Linked DNA regions of Mus musculus: regions 1, 2, 3, 4 and 5 are each linked to region 6. A link is a contact called in public promoter capture Hi-C data. All regions are on one chromosome and are shown on one strand. Each heading gives the region's core, a stretch centred on a gene start, on an enhancer-like site or on the middle of the called end of the contact. The rest is flanking DNA. Distances are from core to core; before and after follow the strand shown. Region 1 holds the start of Senp7 (SUMO1/sentrin specific peptidase 7). Region 2 holds the start of Zbtb11os1 (zinc finger and BTB domain containing 11, opposite strand 1). Region 3 holds the start of Cep97 (centrosomal protein 97). Region 4 holds the start of Nfkbiz (nuclear factor of kappa light polypeptide gene enhancer in B cells inhibitor, zeta). Region 5 holds the start of Pcnp (PEST proteolytic signal containing nuclear protein). Region 6 holds the start of Cpox (coproporphyrinogen oxidase).

Region 1 (2,880 bases), core at 309-2,808, 2.6 Mb before region 6:
TAAAGACATGTAGCACCACTGCCTGGCCAAGACAATTCTTATAAAGGACAACATTTAATTGGGGCTGGCTTACAGGTTCAGAGGTTCAGTCCATTATCATCAAGGGGGGGGGGGATCATGGCAGTGTCCAGGCAGGCATGGCATAGGAAGAGCTGAGAGTTCTACATCTTGTTCCAAAGGCAAACAGAAGATTGGCAGCTAGAACTGTTAGCATTTTGTCTAGGCTGTACCCCACAGTTACCTGGCAACAACTAGGTGTGCCCGACTGACTATAAAAGGGGCTGTTGGCCACCTTCCCTCTCTCTTCTGCTCTGTTGCCTTCTTGCTCCTGCTCTGTCCTCTTGCTCCTTCTGCCTGTCTCCCCATTCCCCTCCCCCATCTCTCCCCATGTCCTCATGGTGCTCATGGCCGGTGTCTACTCAATAAACTCTATGGGGGAAGGGATGGCTCAGCATGGGCTGGTGGAGGCACCCCATCTCCCACACCTGACTGCACAGCCACCAAACATACTCTTCCTCTCCCTTATCTTTTTACTAACAGAACAAGGACCAGGGTCTTGAAGCCCACACCCACAGTGACATACCTACTGCAAGAGGCCACACCTCCTAATAGTGTCATTCCCTGGGTCAAGCATGTTATAGTCTTAATTCTAGTGGCTATTTTGAAAAGAATTAGCACACAGGAAATGAGAAGGGGAATACATAACATTCCTGGCTCCAACTGGGTGGGAAGATTACAACGTGTCTAAATGTCATACAAGGTGGGGGAGAAAAAAAGATGTGAGTTTCTTGCTCCTGTGTGGGAGGGGGCGCAGGAAGAGCAGAGAGAGAGAAGCGTGGGGATGGTGAGACAGTAACAGATGGCAGGTGCAGGGGAAGAATCCTTGGCCCCAGAGAGTGGAGCTCTGGGACAGCCTGGTGCTTAGCATCTGCAGGAGTAGGGAAGGTGAGAGGCCAGGAGGCTGGGGTAGGGGTATTTGTGGATGGGGACTTTGGGGCTTTGATATGCAACCACAGGTATATGTCAACGAGGAGCCATCTGCCCCATCTCCTAGGCAAGGGAAACAAATGCTAGCCTTTATCTATCAGAGATCTAAGTGCTGGGCCACGACTGTTATTTTGGATCCTGAGGCCTAACAGTACCAAACACAGGCTTTATAGTTTTTGATAGAAAAGACTCATATTTGTTTATTTCTTACATCAAACAACAGGAACAACTACATTTTGCTGTCCTTGTTTCTAAGTTTGAGTAGCCTTCTTGAGGACAAATAGCTAGAAATACCACAGACAGTAGCTTCTCATATTTTGGGGGGTAATTTCGTTCAAAAGGCATAAAAGCAGAGGTACTCGGTATCTGTAATTTTTGTCAACTCAAATTTTATTTTAAAGTCAACGGGTTAAAAAATCGTGAATCAAGTTTTTCCTTAGGGACCCTCGTGGGGTAAGTCCCCTTCGCCTAACCAACGACAGAACGATAGGCTCGCAGGCTAAACAAGGCCCAGGAAGCGCTACCTCTGGCAGAGGTGGGAGGGGCAAGGGACTTCCGGTCGGGGGGGGGGGAGGCGACGACTAGTGCGCAAGCGCGAATCTCACTTCTGGCTTTCTCTCTTCCCCTCCCCCTCCCTTCCCCAGCCCGAGGGGTCCTGAGGTGACAGCGCCTGGAAGTGGGACTGGAGGAGCCGGCGGAGGAGAAGATGGACAGGGCCAGGCCTGGGCGTCGGCGAGCTTCATCAGGTGAGGAGAGCCGGCGCGAGGGCCGAGCCGACCATTGTACCTGCGCGGCTGGCGGCGGCTCCGCGGCGCGGTGGGGAGGGAGAGAGGGAGGGAGAGAGGAAGGGAGAGAGGGAGGGAGAGAGGAAGGGAGGGAGGGAGGGAGCGGCGGGGGCGCGCATAATGGAGAGCTGGAGGGGGGGGGGGCGCCCGCAGCTGTCGAAAAGCCTCGGCCGCCTGCCCCTTCTGCACCCCTTTGGTATGCTCCCTCCTCCCGGGACACGCTCCTTGATTGTCTTCGGTCCAGCGGTCTTCTCTGCTGGCTATAGCCGCTGTCCTGCCACGCCTTCCTCGCAATTGCACCCGCGTTCACTTTCGCTCCCACCTTCCCCGCACAAGATGTCACTCTCCTTTCTGATCCTTTGACCCCTCGCCTGGCCGGCTTCCCTCCTTCCTTTGGCAGATCAGAGAAGCTGCAAGCGAGGAAGGCGGGGCTTGTCGGTCGCCCCGCAGCGCCTCGAGTAAATAAAATACTCCTGCTGTCCCTCTCGTCCGACAGGCTCGTTTAATAGCGTTTTTCTTTTCCAGCCTCCAGCATCTTCCAAAAGTGATTCGAAAGTCAAAGGATTTGAAGCCGGGTTTTTTGTTGTTGTTGTGTTTTTGTTTTTGTTTTTTTATCTCAGCCCATTTTTTGGAATTGTTTTAAGACTTGAAACTCAAGAACCTCTTTTAAGTTTTGTATAAAATTGAGATAGAGCTCCGCCCCGTCGACAAGTTATTGTTATCCATCTCATCTGTTAAGTGCACCTCTTAATTCCTGGAGTCAGCTCCCGTGTGCATAGAAATGCACTGTCTAGTACATAAAACAGTGTCGATGAATTCATTGAGTTGTTTTTGTTTTCTTTTCTTTTTCTGTTTTTGAGAAAAGGTCTCCCTGTGTAACTCAAGATGGGGTCATATTCCTATTCCCCCTGATTACCTCTTCTGAATGGTGGGGTTACAGGCGACCCCCCCCCACTTTTTCCTCTTTCTGTTTTTTTGAGACAGAGTTTCTCTGTGTACTCCTGGCTATCCTGGAACTCAATTTGTAGACCTGGCTGGCCTCCCAACTCAGAGATATGCCTGCTTTTGCCTCCCATGTCCTGGGGTGTTAAAGGCTTGCACCACTACC
Region 2 (2,835 bases), core at 87-2,586, 2.7 Mb before region 6:
CTGCATGTTATTTAATCATCTAAGCAATCTGGACCTGCATAGTCGTCACCATGGTGATGTTTCTAGAAAATTACTTAGGTAGTTTGGAGAAAATTCGTAACACTGAAGCACTTAATGCTCGGTAATACTGCGACAGTATTTGGCCCAGAGGCTCAGACAGTGGCAATCAATTGCTACAGTTTCAAACTCGGCGGTATCTGGTATATCTAGTCTCAGAGTATACAGAACAACTGACTCAGTTACCGTTTACGGGGAGGGTCTCAGGGAAACAAACAGCGAACCGCTCAAACACGTGGCTTTACAGAGAGCGTGGGAAAGGAAAGGGAGGGCGGTGGGGGAGGGCCCTGCCAAGACTTAAGATGTCTGCTGAGGACCCCCGTATCTGCCCGAGAGAGCGCGTTCCCTCTTCCAACATGTCCTCCGCAGTGTTGACGTCACACCGCCGGCTCCCTGGGAGCGCAGAGCCGTAGCGCGCTCCAATCGGGGTGGCGGCCCCGCCCCGCTCCCGCGCGTCACTTCCGGTGGTGCAGCAGCCATTTTGTCAGTCGCCAGCGGATCCCGCGCGCTGCCGAAGTGCAGTTCCCCCTGGTTACCAGGTGGTCGGTTCTTCCCCTCCGCGCTGCCGGCGGGCGGGCAGGCGGGCGCCCTCGGAGAGAGAGAGCGCCCACCACAGGCGTCGCCTTCGCTCCTCCCCGGGTCGCCGCGGCCCCTCTCCCGAGCCGCGGCGCTGTCTGCCTCTCCTTACCACTGACAGGCGCCCCCGAGGGCGCTGCCGGCGGCTATGTCAAGCGAGGAGAGCTACCGGGCCATCCTGCGCTACCTGACGAACGAACGCGAGCCCTATGCGCCGGGCACCGAGGGCAATGTCAAGCGGAAGATCCGCAAGGCCGCCGCCTGCTACGTCGTGCGCGGCGGGACCCTCTACTACCAGCGGCGGCAGCGGCACCGCAAGACCTTCGCCGAGCTGGAGGTGGTGTTGCAGCCGGAGCGTCGCCAGGGCCTCATCGAGGCGGCCCATTTGGGCCCCGGGGGCACCCACCACACCCGGCACCAGACCTGGCACGACCTGTCCAAGACCTACTGGTGGCGAGGTGAGTGCGCCGGGCCCCGGGGGCCGAGGGGGGCGGCTCGGCCCGGCCTGCGTGCGCACCCGCGAGCCCTCAAGTCTGGGGACCGGGCCGTATCCTTAGCCCGGAGGCGTGCGTGCGTCCGTTCGGCTGCGCGGCAACCGCGGGACCCAGCCGAGCCAAGCGGAGCAGAGCGGGCTGGGGACGCGAAAGCAGCCGCACTTCCCCTACAGGAAGGAGGCCCGGGAGGCTGGGGGCGGACCCTCGCCCGGGGTGGGGCTTCGGGGGCTTCCCTCGGGGCCGGGCCAGGCGGTGGAGGGCGTGGTGCGGCCTATCTGGGCCCGCCCCCGAGGCCCTTAGGGGATGGTGGGAGACCCAGAGGCAGAGGCAGACCTACCCTCTCCCTCTCCCTTCTGCCGTAGAAAAAGCTGTCCCAAACCCTGGCTGCCGTCTCCCAGTGAGTGCCGCTCGGATTTGGCCATTGGACTAGGTCCAAATGTCTGTTTCTGCAACTGCGACACAGAAACAAGGAATAATGTGGTTATTAGGACTAATGATGGCGCAGTCGCTGTGAGTCCCGGTTTTAGGGCATTAGGCAGCCTTCCAGACTGCCAGATCCTTTTTCTCGGGAGATGGGACAAGACCGACATACCATAAGAGGTTTTATTTTATTAGGAGGAATGATGACACTTGTGTCGTATGTTTTTTCTTGTTTTGAGTGTGGCACTCCTCCCACCTCAGCCTCTCACGTGTTGATATTACAGCCCTGACTCACCAATCACGGTGACAGGGATCCTGTTTCCTAACGCTTTAACGTTCTTTTTACTTTGTGAAAATAGCCTCGGGAACTGTGTTACGCAGTGTGTGTTGAGAAAAGATCAGGCAACAGGTTTATTGACGGATTGTTTCTCGATTTGAGGCAAGATCTCACTAAATTACTCAGGCCGGCCTTGAGTTAAGGATCTGAGTGCCTCACTAGCTGGGATTACAGACCTGTACCATCAAATCATTGATTATTTGGGAGCAGAATATAATGACCCTAGCACTGTTTGATCCCTTGGAGAGTAGATGAGAGCAGAAAAGCTTGACCTTTTTCTTTTTAATTTTTTTAAAAATGTATGTGTGTGAATGTTTTCCCTGGCGGTGTGTGTGCCCGCACCAGCTGCCCACGAAGGTCAGGGAAGGGCATTGGATTCAGAACTGGAGTTAGGTTACAGATGTTTCTGACACCAGGTAGGTGCTCAGAATTGAACGCTGGTCATTTGAAAGAGCAAAAGTACTGTTTACTACTGAGCTGTCAAGCCAGTCCCTCTAATCTTTCTAGTAAGTTTTTAAAATTCTATTTTATGTGCTGTGTGTATGTGTATGTACATGCAGGCTAGGGCTGGCAGCCTTATTTGTTGAGTCATCTCATTTGTTCTAGATGCTAGTTTTTGTTAGGTTTACCAACTTTGTCATCAAGCCTATTTTAGGAACTCTTTGGTAGTCCTTTTGTTCCTTAGAGAAATCTTTAGTGGTTAACAGGTTTATCTTATTCTCATACAGTTTTTCTTTATATTTCAAAATTTGTGTGTATGGGTGTTTTGCTTGTATGTAAATGTGTGCCTGGAGCCTACAGAGGTCAAATGGAATTCCTAGAACTGGAGTTATGAATGGTTGTGAGCTACCATGTGGGTGCGTGGAAACAAAAACCTTGGTCCTCTGAAAGAGCAACAAGTGCTCTAAACTGTAATCCATCTTCCCTGGCAGTTAATATGACCTCCTAACA
Region 3 (2,937 bases), core at 338-2,837, 2.7 Mb before region 6:
AAAAAAAAAAAAGGCTGGAGAGATGGCTCAGAGTGGTTAAGAGCACTGACTGCTCTTCTAGGGGTCCTGAGTTCAATTCCCAGCAACCACATGGTGGCTAACAACCATCTGATGACCTCTTATGGTGTGTCTGAAGGCAGCTACAGTGTACTCATATAAATAAATAAATCTTTTTTAAAAACTATAAAGTTGTTTTTTTTAAAAAAAAAAAAAAAAAGTGGATGAGCCACGTGCACAGCACAGCTCACACCTTTAATCCCAGCACTGGAGAGGCAAAAGCAAGAGGATTTCTTTGAGTTTTTGATCAGTCACAGCTACATAATGAGACCATGGCTTTGAAAAGAAAAAAGAAAAAGAGTGAGAATATAATATAAACATTGTTCTACATAAAAACATGAGATAATGGGAGAAAGGCATCCAAAATATCATCTGGCTCTTTGGGGGCGGGGAGAATGGCTCTGTAAGTGCTTATTGCTGCTGTTCTCGGTGAGCTAGGAAGGTTGAGAAAAGAAGCTATCAGAGTGGGCGGGGCCTGAGTAACTGCCAATTTCAATTTTTCGATCAGACTGGAGCTACCTTGGGATGTAATTTTTCGGTTCTGCGCTCCTAGAGGGTTTCAATGCTTTTCGGTTTTCTTATCACGTGAGGCGTCGTGAGCCCCTTCTTCGAGATGAAAACTAGACTGTCCTGGAAAAGCGCACCTAGCGTCCGCACACAATTCCTAAGTGTCGACACATGTTTTAGCCGAACTCCTTCCCGTAGGAACTCAAGGGTCTCCGGGTTATGAGCCTCAACTCTACCTACCCTGCTCTGCCCCAATCGGGCCAGCTGCTACCACGCCTCAGAGTGTAACCAAAACAAAAGCTCTGAGGTCGGCGCCCCACGGAGGCATCTCCCAAGCACAGGCGCACCCCCCAACCTGGGCTCTGCCAAACAAAGACCAAACTCGACCCCGGGACCCGGCCTGCAGAATGATCGGGGAGCAACGCGTGTCTGGGTCATTCTCAGATTCTACCACGGCTACTGGTCACTTCCAAAGAAGAGTTCAAGCAGACTGTGATGCGGTTTCAGATGAGATGCTTCCTGAACGTTCTCGGACGAGAAGGAGAGGCACGGGAAATAAAAAGGCTGCACTAATTTCCTGTGGGCACTCGGAACTCAAAGTAAACGTCCCAGAAAGGTCACCGCAGTCCGAAGCCCACTGCCCCCAGTCAGGCTAAGGAGAGCGCGGGACAGGGGCGCCGGGCACCGCGAAGGCTCCTGGGGACTGAAGTCCCTCATTCAGCCTTCACAGTAATGTTGCGGGACTGGACCAGACAGCGGGACTACAACTCCCAGTAGGAAGTGCGCCTCCGTGTTGCTTACAGCCCCTCATCAAAAGAACTGGTCCAAAACTGCACCTCTAAACCCAGGCTTTCTCTTTACACCAAGCAACTGTTTAATATGACATACTGAAGTAAACTTTGGAATTTAGGGGTAGGGATCATCGTACCTTCTCCCGGAGCCAGAGCCCCGTCGACTCGCGCCACCGCCATACTTGCCGCTTGCTAATGACACCAGGCAACCGTCTTCTGCCGTTCTGTAGAGCATGTAGTCAGCAGTGGGGCGCTGCAAACTACAACTCCCAGGATGCACAGCACTCACTCGACCCAATTGGCTCCCTGATGGGACTTGCTGGCTACAATGTGGGAGGTAAAGCTTAGAAGACCCGGGTTGACACCTAAAGTTGATCTGGTGAGCAAGCTGTATTGTTAGATAAACCATTTCACTCCAGGGCCAGGTGTTTGAGAAATTCGACACTTTTACCACCTGGCACATTATAAAGACGTTGTTTAAAACTGAATTTGAGAACTCATTGCCAGAAGTCTCTATGGCAGCTACCCATTTTGACAATTCTGAATTAAGTTTAAAAGGTTTTAGCTTCTCTATAGGAATGACAGTGAAATATTTTGACATAGTCAAATGGATACGTTATATTTGCAATTTACCCAATCTTACCTAATTAAATAGATTTAAAGCCTCAGAAACTGATATTTTTGTTTTAAATGGTGGTTCTTACACATTGAACAGTTTGGTCAAGGAGTATATTTGATACATATGTACCCAGAACTTTTTCCAGAGTATTCAAAAAAGTTTAAAATAGTTTCCAGAGTCAGGAATACTTACTTTACCTGGTTGGGAGGGCACAGGCTGATCTTTTTTTGATTTAACTATGAACTCGGTAATCGGGAACTAGAAATTACAATCTTTGGACAAAACTTGACAGGGGAAGTAAAATTAAGCTAGGGTTTACAAGGTAACTCAATCGTACAAAGGGGGCTCCACTTTCTTTCATCAACTGCTCAACGTACTAAAAGCTACTCTTGGTGTTCGAGAAATTCAACACTTTTACCACCTGGCACATTATAAGGACATTGTTTAAAACAAACTGATGTTGAGAACTCATTGCTAGAAGTCTCTATGGCCGCTACCCATTCTGACAAGTCTGAATTAATTTTAAAGGGTTTTAGCTTCTCTATAGAATGACTCGCTATAAGGCTCTCTCTGAAGTCTGAGGATTCCTGTTCAGGAAAATTCAGTAACTTGGTGCTTCTAGCTTTTCAGGCTCAAAATTCTAAGAGCATTTCCTCTTTCCTGGTTCCCTTTGGCATCACTGCCCTTAAAGACCTTTCTGTTTCCCATTGCTTTAGTCTAAAGATACTTTTCTATTTCTGAAGAAACAATAAGAATTCCCCCCTTCATTTTAACCAGTAGACACCTTACTTGGAGAACAGTCTTACAACTTTATATGTCTGAAAACAAAGCAAGCCTGTCGTGGTGGCCCAAATTTTAATCCCATCAGTTGGGAGGAAGACTATATATTGTTAGATATTGGAAGAGGCAAGCAGGAGGATGTCTGTGAGTTCAAGGCCACCTTGGTCTACATAGTGAGTTTAA
Region 4 (2,903 bases), core at 301-2,800, 2.8 Mb before region 6:
AGGAATTCCCACAAACACCCCAATGGCCAGACTCTAACAGCACTCCTCTGGAGTGACAAGAGTTAAAACTTCCATGCCCACGTCATAGGGAGAAGAAAACGCACTTTCAGGAATCTCCCATGGCTTGTGTGGTAAACCAAGAACTAGAAACAATCGATGGGTTCAGCCAGATGTCCACGGGCCTACAAACTTCAGAAAGGGCTGTCAAAGCACGCACACCGCGCTTTTCAGGGAGCTGTGGGCAACACTGTGGCTTAAGGCACAGTGTTTTAAATCAAAAAATAACTTTTTAAAAATAAAAGACAACCAAAGCTTATGAGTAGCCAGTGTTAAGGAACAGCAAGGGGTCATTCTTTAAAATAATTGCGATGAGAAGCTCCAACAACTGAGAAAATTTAGGCGGTGTTTAAATCTACCCACAGCTGCATCCTGTTTCTCCCTCCCCCACCCCCCCAAATTATGCAACTCGGTTCGTGAAGAAAGGAAACCATACAACCCGCAGCTAAAGAAAGGGCTTCGCTAGATGTAACTTTTCCATTCTCAAGCACACAGAGAAAATCAGAATTCTGAGCAGGCCTCTGAACCGCCAACATCGTAAACTAAGCGCAGAACACTAAATCACTTTTCTGAACCAGGCTTTCCTCTACGTCCCGAAAAGTGGGTTTTCTTTGATTCATCCCTACAAATAGATTAGGAATACGGGTGTCTTAAAAATCCAGTTCCCAACGCTTTACCCTCTGCCACTGCTTCTCACTGAAAGAGTTACAAGAAGGAAACTACATCTCTCTCCATCAGCTCCAAAAACCTCATAATAGTGTTATAATTTCTCAGAGGTTCTTGAATTCGGAGGTCGGGGGAGAAGTGAAAAGGGAAAAGGTTATGAGATGGAAGAAAAGAGAATCCGAGGCTCTCAAGTTCTTTTCCAGGAAGCCAGCGCGCTAGCCCTCAGGGTCCCTTGGGCGCTGGACTCCGCAGAGGTCTAGGCAAGGACAACGTGCCAGAATCAGGACAAGGCATCTAATCACTCATGACTATTCGCGTCTGTCCGGCCGCTAAGGAAGTCACAGGGGCCGCTTAACGTCTCGACTATGGGGGGGGGGGGGGGTGGAGGGAAGTCCCTCCCCATCCTCCCAGCGTGTGAACCCCGAATAGAGGGGCAAGGAATCTCGCGGGTGGGTACCTTGAGGGCGCTCGGCGCGGGCGCCACCTCTGGGACGGGACTCCACGGCCCCGCAGGAGGACACGGAGGAAGTGGAGGAGAAATCGGAGGAGTCGGAGCCGGGCGAGCCGGGCGCGGAGGGCACGGCGGACAGGTAGCCGGTGTCGCCGGCGCCGGGGGCGGAAGGAGGCGAGGCGCCGTAGAAGTAAGCCAGGTTGAGCGGGCTGGTCATGAGGCCGCAGTCGCCGGCCGCGTCCAGCAGCCCCTCTCCGCCGCGGCTGTCGTCCAGCAGCTTGTCCACGATCATGCTCCCAGGCTAGGCGCTCGGGGTCCCCAGACACCTGCGCCACCGGATGGCTACGCGGTTGGCTGCGGCAGAGCGACTAGTACGTGCGCGCCCGGAGGGGACCGGGCTATTTAAATGAACTGACCTCCTCCTCCGCGCTCCGCCCGGTGAGGCGGCGCCTGGGCTGCCTCCCGCCCCGCCTCCGGATGTGTCTAGTTTCCAGTAAAATGCCCGGGATGAGGCAATGTGCCCTCCGCCCTCGCCCCGCCCCGCCCGGGCCGACCGGTTGTTTTCCGGCGGCTCACCTGGAAACCCCGGCTAGCACCCGCGCCCCGAACCCCCGTCGGGGCCAGCTCCAAGTTTCCCCGGTTGGCCTTCGCTGGACGCACCGCATCCCCAGGGGCCCGGGGTCCGCGGCAACCGCTGTCTGCGCAGGGGCTGCGATGCCCGGGGGCGAGCGGGAGCCCCGGGCTGCTGCAAGAACAGGTCCGCCCAGTTCGGGGAGTGGGAAGCCAGAGCGGTGCGTGCAGAGTTCAGTCTCCTCCCTTGCCTCCAACATTTAGCCCGCCTCCAAACCTGGAAGCGGTTGCCCGCGGACTTTCTGGCCTGGACTCAATTTCAGAGCTCTTGCAGTTTCTCTAACTTCATATCTGGGCCATAAGCAATCTTTTTTTTTTTTTTAGTACAGTATTAGAATAAACAGCAATGACTACCCTTTCGTATCCTTCAATACTAGAAAAAAGCTTCTAGCAAAATGATGAATACGCATATATGCGTGTATATTCTTTGTATGTTTTATATTATTTTTTACGTATTATGTAACGTTTTATTCTGCACAACTTGACCTAGTCCTGATAAACACAGGGATTTTGATGCCTCTACCTTGAATACTTTTTTCAATGTTTATACTTCCGCCGCAAATCCAACTAGCGAACCGTCAAGGGAAGTTTATTTTTAAGGGAGAGAAAGAATGAATGATTAAGTCTAAATTTTCAAGTAACATCTTAACACGTGGGGATAAGGTATACACACACCGATGAAAAGAAACTGACTATGATTAAACATCGTGAGAGGTACAAAGTTCAGTGAACAGCCTAAAAAGAGACTTTCTTGTGGAGAGGGGGAGAAGGGGGAAGTCTTCGCAAAGAATGAGATGAGCCCTAAAGGATGGCCCTAAAGCGTTTGCAGGAAAATCATCTGCCAAGAATTAAGGCCAGGAGTCAGGGAAGAATCCGCAGTGCCTTTTAGGACTGCCAAAGGGAAAATAGCATAAATGTGAAAGGTAACCTGAGCGGAGCACCTACAGGGACCAGCGAAGTTACTAGAACTTTAACGTGAGGGAATCTGAAGCTGGCAGAAATGAAACAGTTTTAGAGAAGATGAGACTGAGGGGAGTCCTAGTGGCCTAAGAAGAAGGAAAAAAAAAGTGACCTAGAAGAAGAGATAGTGGCAAAGAGG
Region 5 (2,837 bases), core at 332-2,831, 2.6 Mb before region 6:
CAATTCAATCCTACCTATGGGCGAAATGTTTCAGTTAAGAAACTCTGCATGACCCCTGTATGTCTGATATTAAAGTGAGCTTTACGAAATCAGGCAAATTATGAAGAAAAGGGCTGCTATTTTAAGTTACCAACATAAAATAATCAATGTAACCCCAACACTGTTAAGATGGAAATATTATTCACAGGACAGAATGTCCCTCAACTGAAAGGGTGGCAAGTACACTGCATACATACACACGAATTTCTTTAGACGTTTAAGGTACATTTTAGCAGTACCTTAAAACGATGTTCTCAGTCAAGGCAAAAGGACCTTAAGTTCAAGGCCACCCCAAGATACTTTAGGCTATAGTTTTTCCTCAAACTACTTTTAACATATAGAAGGTCTAAAGTAAGAACTAAAATCATTAGCTATTTTACTAGTTTATTTTTAAAAAAAAACAAAATGAGGAAGAGACCTGAGAAAGTGGCCGTGGCTTGTAATTCCAGTACTCAGGAAGCCAGAGCTAAATGAGCTCCTAGCTCAAACCGGGGGTGGGGTGGGGGCGGGGGTGTTCGGCAATTAACAAACTTGGTAGACCCTACTTTTGGCCTTTATGCGATACTGAACCTATATGTTCTCACATTTAAGTATTTCAAGGATAAGCCCGAAGAAAGCCAGAACAGTGAAAGGCTAAAACATTCTAAGCATGTGCTAATTATCCTTCCGACAAAAGGGCGTAGGGGAAAAGAGACTACGCATTTCTTTTCCTTTATGTACACCATCAAAAATTACGGGGGTAGGAGGAACGAAAAGATAGCTATAATCTGAGTTTAATTTCGCGACAAATTACAGGAAGATCACACCTTCCTACCACGCCAACGAAATATCTGACATAGACTCCGCTGCTGGCAGCCTAAGAAAGATACCGGAAAGAAAGCGAATCAAACCCTAATTTCAAGCGTTTGCTGCTTGAGCCAGATTCCCCTCTCCCCTGCATCGCCTCGACTTATGCCATCGCAGGGTTTATAAATGTTATGTCTGAAAATACAGCAGAGAGTGGGCTGGGGTCTTCCACCTCCGCAGCGAAAAAGAGAGCATCAACCCTCGTTACGTGTAACCGAGAGGCCGGCGACCTCGGAAAGCCGGCATGCGGCCAGTGCCCGCGGCGGCTCGGCGCTCGTGCGGCGGCCTGAGTGCGCAGCGGGCCCTGAGCTCTCTGCTGTTCGGACTCCCGGGCCAAGCTCCCACCTCCCTTCGCACCGCCCGGTGGTAACCGGCGGCCTCTCTGATTAGGCGACGCGGACCTCGATCTCCCCCGCGGGCCACACCGGGCGTGCCCGGCACTCATCAGGGCCCAGCCCCTGGCCGGGCGAGCGCCAGCTCCGCCGGCTCCTGCGATGCCGGAAAGCCCCCCAACCCGCCCTGGGAACCCCAAAGAAAGGCCGGAGTAGCCCCCGTAGCCCGCGACGCTGGGGTTGTGTTCACCTCCGGCGGCTCCGGCTCGCTGCGGCTTCTCTGGCTTCTCCTCTCCCGCCTTCCCGTCCGCCATCTTCCTCGCCGCGGCCTCCCCCTGCAGCCCGGGCAAGAACGTCACGGCCCCGCCCAGCAACCACAAAGCTTCGGGCGGGCCAGCGAGGCCGCAGCCTAGAGAGGACCTGGAACCCGAGACGGGGACGGATGTGACGTCGTTGGCTGGAACGAGGTGTGTGGTGACGGCTATGGAGGACTGGGCGGTGGGATGGCACGTCCGGGTTAGTACGGACTCACCGATCGTGGAACGGTGGGTTCAATCCTAGGTGCTTCCACGCTCAGCGGTGGTCGCGGCTGGTCCTTCATTTTACGGGATAGGGCTGTGTTCTTACAGAGAAACGTCAGCAGTTAACGGACGCTGTCTTAGTGTTGACACCGTCCAGTGCGGTCCGGTGTGCAATTATCGTTTCCATTTGTGCAATGACACCGAAAAGAGACTTATGGAAGATCACGTCGTAGAGCCTTACGGAAATTGGGGCGGAAGAAATTTCCGCGGCTTTTGCATTCGTGAAAAATTCAGCGTGAGAGTTGTAGCAAGCAAGCAAACATTAAAAGCAGAAATAGGTATACGTGGAGGTCAAGGGCGCTTCCTGCTGTTTCAGAGGACAGTTCAATTCCCAGTTGGGTGGTCTACAGTTAACTGATAACTCCAGTTCCAGAAATCCGACTACTAAGAGTTCACACTCACTTGCATATATTCAAACACCTGTTTAAAAAAAAATACATAAAAAACAAACAAAATCCCCGGCTACACTCCGAAGGGCAGGAGCTGTCTTTCTTACGGAGAAGGGTAGTTTGCTCTACTGCAGTTTGGAGATGTCGGCTTTGTATCTACCCTATTCCACTCATCCCTTCTCTAATAACGTTTAAAATACGCCCCAGCCCAGCTTCAACGTTCGGAATTGCTTTGAATTAGAAGTTATTCACTTCTTGGTGTTTTTCAAGGAGTTTTCTTTACTCCTATAAAACTGTCTGGAGTAAAACTGTCTGCTGGTTAAATCGCCCTATTCTTTCAAGGTAAAAGTATCCGACAGAGTTTTATCATAAAAGCTAGTGCCAGTCTTGTCTCTTAACCTTCATGGACACAATGAACAGCACAAGAGTTGTCTTGTAGCGTTCCCTGCCTCTGTGCTAGCACCAGCACTTGTCTTATACTCAACAGTAAAATACAGGACTCGTCTCTTCCAGATTGGAAACACCTGTTAAGTCCTGCCTCTCCTAGAAACCTTTAGTAGATTCATTTAGTGTCAATGAAATCCATGCATCAAGTATGCTACAGCCTCATCTGTTTCTTACTTCTTTTTCTCTATACTCATTCCTCTGCC
Region 6 (2,978 bases), core at 431-2,930:
AATTCATTATTTTTAACAGGGGAAGGATCAAATTAGCAAGGATTCGGAGAAGCATGTGGAGTTTGAAGATGAGTTGTATGTTTGTACCTAGTGAGATAGCATACAGCTCATCAGAATGTCCTGGCTTGTGGGGTTACACAGAGAATGAAATCATAGTACACAATAGAGAGCCAATTTTACACGCAGACGAGCACCCCTACTGCATAGCTTCTGTTTACAACTTACTGACTTCTTATTTGTCCAAGGCAGCTTTTGGATGCATCAAATTGCTTATAGAGGGAACATCTTCATATACTACAAATAGGACTTGGGAGTAATTTACCAGGAAGAGGTGTGTGTGTGTGTGTGTGTGTGTGTGTGTGTGTGTGTGTGTGTGACTGGTTTTGTTTCTTTTGAGACAGGGTCTTACTATGTCGCCCTGGCCATCCTGAAAGTCTTTAAGTAGACAAGGGTGGCCTCAAATTCATATAGGTCTACCTGACTCTGCATTCTGAGTGCTGGGATTAAATATGTGTGCCACTATGCCCTTCTAGGAAGATGGTGGCTTTTATTTTTTTCTCATACAAATCCGTTTGTTTGTTTGTTTGTTTTTAAGGATTCCAGTAAGCACTGTACATTAAGATTAAGGTGGAATCAGAGAACAGGAGAGAGAGACATCCAAACAGGCTGGAAGCTAGTACACAATTTGTTCAGGGTAAGTACACAATTAGTTATTTGTCTGGGCAAGTCTCCTGAATTTCCCATTTGGCTTATTCTTGGCTAGCTTCACATTAGCAGAGCAGGATCATAAAGGAGAAGTTTCTTACAGAAAATTAGAGAGATTCCTTTTCGTTAAAGAGCTTCATTTATCACCAGGAGGCCCAGCCAGACCCAGGCAACCTTCCAAAAGATAATTCTTATCTTTCCTTCTCTTCCAAGTCGGCCTCCAGCCAGGGCACACTACAGCTAAAAGTTAAGGGTTTCTCTCCTCTGCAAGCTTTGTCACTTCTCGTGAATTCATTTGCCTGCCACATCTGCCAGGCCTGAGCACGCATGCTGCTCCAGGTAGTTTGTGGTTGCATTTGTGTAAGAAGCAGGGGAGTGAACATATCGGTCAGAACCATACCCACTGAGCTCCAATTCCTGCTACAGCCAGAATGGAAGCTTGTGAAAGAATAACCAGTGGCCTCGATTATTATTTGTTAGTAGAAATTAGAATCATCAAGGATAGTTAAAGGGCAAATGAGCCCTTCTGATACTATAAAATAATGCTGGCAATGATATATGCTTGGAACAAAACTATTAAATGTGTGAGCTTCTGTCCTCATATTTTCAACGGGTAGGGCTATGGGGAAGAACAGAGATCCAGGATAGTAAACCGGAGTGCGAATATTTTCTCTGGATCTACTCAGGAGCCCACTACCCTGAACTCTTTGGGTAAGCCAAGCACAGGGACAAGGGTGCATCCTCCAGACCCACAGCCAGGACGAAGACAAGGGGTGTGTCTCCGAGTTGTTATTTCTGCCCGTTTGTCGTCAGCCTTCTAACCCCACTTTTGCTCACTGTGGGTGAGCGAGCAGGGCAATCCAAGGTGTACGTGACTAAAGCGCCTATCTTATCAGTCCAAGCACCTCCACAGTCCTCTGGCAGCACAGGAGGCCCGCGTGCGAGCAGCAGGACCCACCTCTGTGCGCAGGGTGCAGTCTTATCTGCTCTTTCCGGGAGCGGTCAGGCGAGTGCAGGAGGCGATAGGACGGGACTACAGTTCCCAGCAGCCTCCTCGGCTCCCGCCAGCAGCCTGCGACCTACACTCGCAGCAGCTCTTCCGAACTCCACGTAGCAGTGCTGGGGAGTCTGGGTCTCAGGACCCTGGGAGCTCCGGTGGGTCTGCAGGATCGGATTTGCCCAGTCCCGGCGGGAGATGGCCTTGCGGCTGGGCCGCCTGGGTTCGGACCCCTGGTGGCGAGCGGTGCTGGGCGACTATGCTCAGCTGCGCGCCGCGTCCCCGCGCTGCGCGTCCGCCCGCGTCTGCCAGCTGCCTGGCACGGCTGGTCCCCAGCCTCGCCGCGGGCTGGGCTACGGCCCCTGGGCTAGAGGCGGGTCCGGGCTGGGGACCCGGCTGGCCGCGACGCTGGCGGGGTTGGCAGGGCTGGCAGCCGCCGCCTTTGGGCACGTGCAGCGGGCGGAGATGGTGCCCAAGAGCTCGGGGGCGCGGAGCCCCTCACCTGGACGGCGGGAGGAGGACGGGGACGAGCTGGCCCGCCGCTGCAGCACCTTCATGTCCTCGCCGGTGACCGAGCTGCGGGAGCTGCGGAGGAGGCCGGAGGACATGAAGACCAAGATGGAGCTGATGATTATGGAGACCCAGGCTCAGGTGTGTCGGGCACTGGCGCAGGTAGATGGCGTTGCCGACTTCACTGTGGACCGGTGGGAGAGGAAAGAAGGTGAGGAGAGAGCTCCTGTTTCTTGGTTGGGCACCAGTTGCAGTTTAGGATTGGGGATTTAAAGTAGAACAGTTTTTACAGGGGGGTGGGGGTGGGGGGTGATCTGTCAGAAGGGACAGACTTGAATGACTGACATTGAGAGAGCCATTCGCTTTCTACTTGCAGATGTGGACCCAGAGGTGCCAACAATGTAGGACAAGTCACTTGAAAATATTGGCAATTCATAGTTGCACTTTTTTTTCTATAGGTTTGTTAAAGAACATCTGCAGGCAGCAAAGTGAAGCTTTCATGTTCAGTTTGTTACTGAACACGTCTCCCCCCCCCCCCCCCCCCAACACACACATTTTTTATTTATCCATCTGGGTGCATTTGTCCCTGCCCTATTAGAGGCAGAAGAAACACTGATCCTTTATGTCTGCTAGATTCCCTATGTCAAGAGTCTCCCTACTGTTTTTTGGCGGGTTATATAAGGAATATTTGATTAGTCTTCCAGTAGTTCTTACTAAATTGCATCATCAAATTTCTTGAAGGATTCCTTAGAATGCCATTCATGTT

What was found. Promoter capture Hi-C pulls out the DNA fragments that hold promoters and counts their contacts.
Region 1: a promoter capture Hi-C map of embryonic stem cells shows a contact between it and region 6, with 2.2 times the contacts expected there. The contact joins the promoter of Senp7 here to the promoter of Cpox in region 6. A contact is called at or near these places in 2 of 39 promoter capture datasets (embryonic stem cells and pre-B cells).
Region 2: a promoter capture Hi-C map of liver shows a contact between it and region 6, with 4 times the contacts expected there. The contact joins the promoter of Zbtb11os1 here to the promoter of Cpox in region 6. A contact is called at or near these places in 2 of 39 promoter capture datasets (liver and pre-B cells).
Region 3: a contact with region 6 is called in a promoter capture Hi-C map of liver, with 2.9 times the contacts expected there. The contact joins the promoter of Cep97 here to the promoter of Cpox in region 6. A contact is called at or near these places in 3 of 39 promoter capture datasets (liver and pre-B cells).
Region 4: a promoter capture Hi-C map of liver shows a contact between it and region 6, with 5 times the contacts expected there. The contact joins the promoter of Nfkbiz here to the promoter of Cpox in region 6. A contact is called at or near these places in 1 of 39 promoter capture datasets (liver) and 1 of 484 Hi-C or Micro-C datasets (liver).
Region 5: a promoter capture Hi-C map of liver shows a contact between it and region 6, with 3 times the contacts expected there. The contact joins the promoter of Pcnp here to the promoter of Cpox in region 6. A contact is called at or near these places in 5 of 39 promoter capture datasets (the 3T3-L1 cell line, hippocampal neurons, liver and 1 more).

Annotation. Positions count from the first base shown.
Region 1 is chr16:56,073,846-56,076,725 of GRCm38.p6, forward strand. Senp7 (SUMO1/sentrin specific peptidase 7) reads left to right here and starts at 1,559. Exons shown (of 24, transcript NM_025483.4): 1 at 1,559-1,733. The coding sequence starts at 1,694.
Region 2 is chr16:55,973,281-55,976,115 of GRCm38.p6, forward strand. It overlaps Zbtb11os1 (zinc finger and BTB domain containing 11, opposite strand 1), which reads right to left and starts at 1,337. Exons shown (of 1, transcript NR_027965.1): 1 at 1-1,337. Zbtb11 (zinc finger and BTB domain containing 11) reads left to right here and starts at 524. Exons shown (of 11, transcript NM_173026.2): 1 at 524-1,091. The coding sequence starts at 782.
Region 3 is chr16:55,933,261-55,936,197 of GRCm38.p6, forward strand. It overlaps Cep97 (centrosomal protein 97), which reads right to left and starts at 1,588. Exons shown (of 11, transcript NM_028815.4): 1 at 1,493-1,588. The coding sequence starts at 1,535.
Region 4 is chr16:55,820,588-55,823,490 of GRCm38.p6, forward strand. Nfkbiz (nuclear factor of kappa light polypeptide gene enhancer in B cells inhibitor, zeta) reads right to left here and starts at 1,551. Exons shown (of 12, transcript NM_001159394.1): 1 at 1,181-1,551. The coding sequence starts at 1,466.
Region 5 is chr16:56,028,136-56,030,972 of GRCm38.p6, forward strand. It overlaps Pcnp (PEST proteolytic signal containing nuclear protein), which reads right to left and starts at 1,582. Exons shown (of 5, transcript NM_001024622.2): 1 at 1,468-1,582. The coding sequence starts at 1,531.
Region 6 is chr16:58,668,528-58,671,505 of GRCm38.p6, forward strand. It overlaps Cpox (coproporphyrinogen oxidase), which reads left to right and starts at 1,681. Exons shown (of 7, transcript NM_007757.2): 1 at 1,681-2,423. The coding sequence starts at 1,901.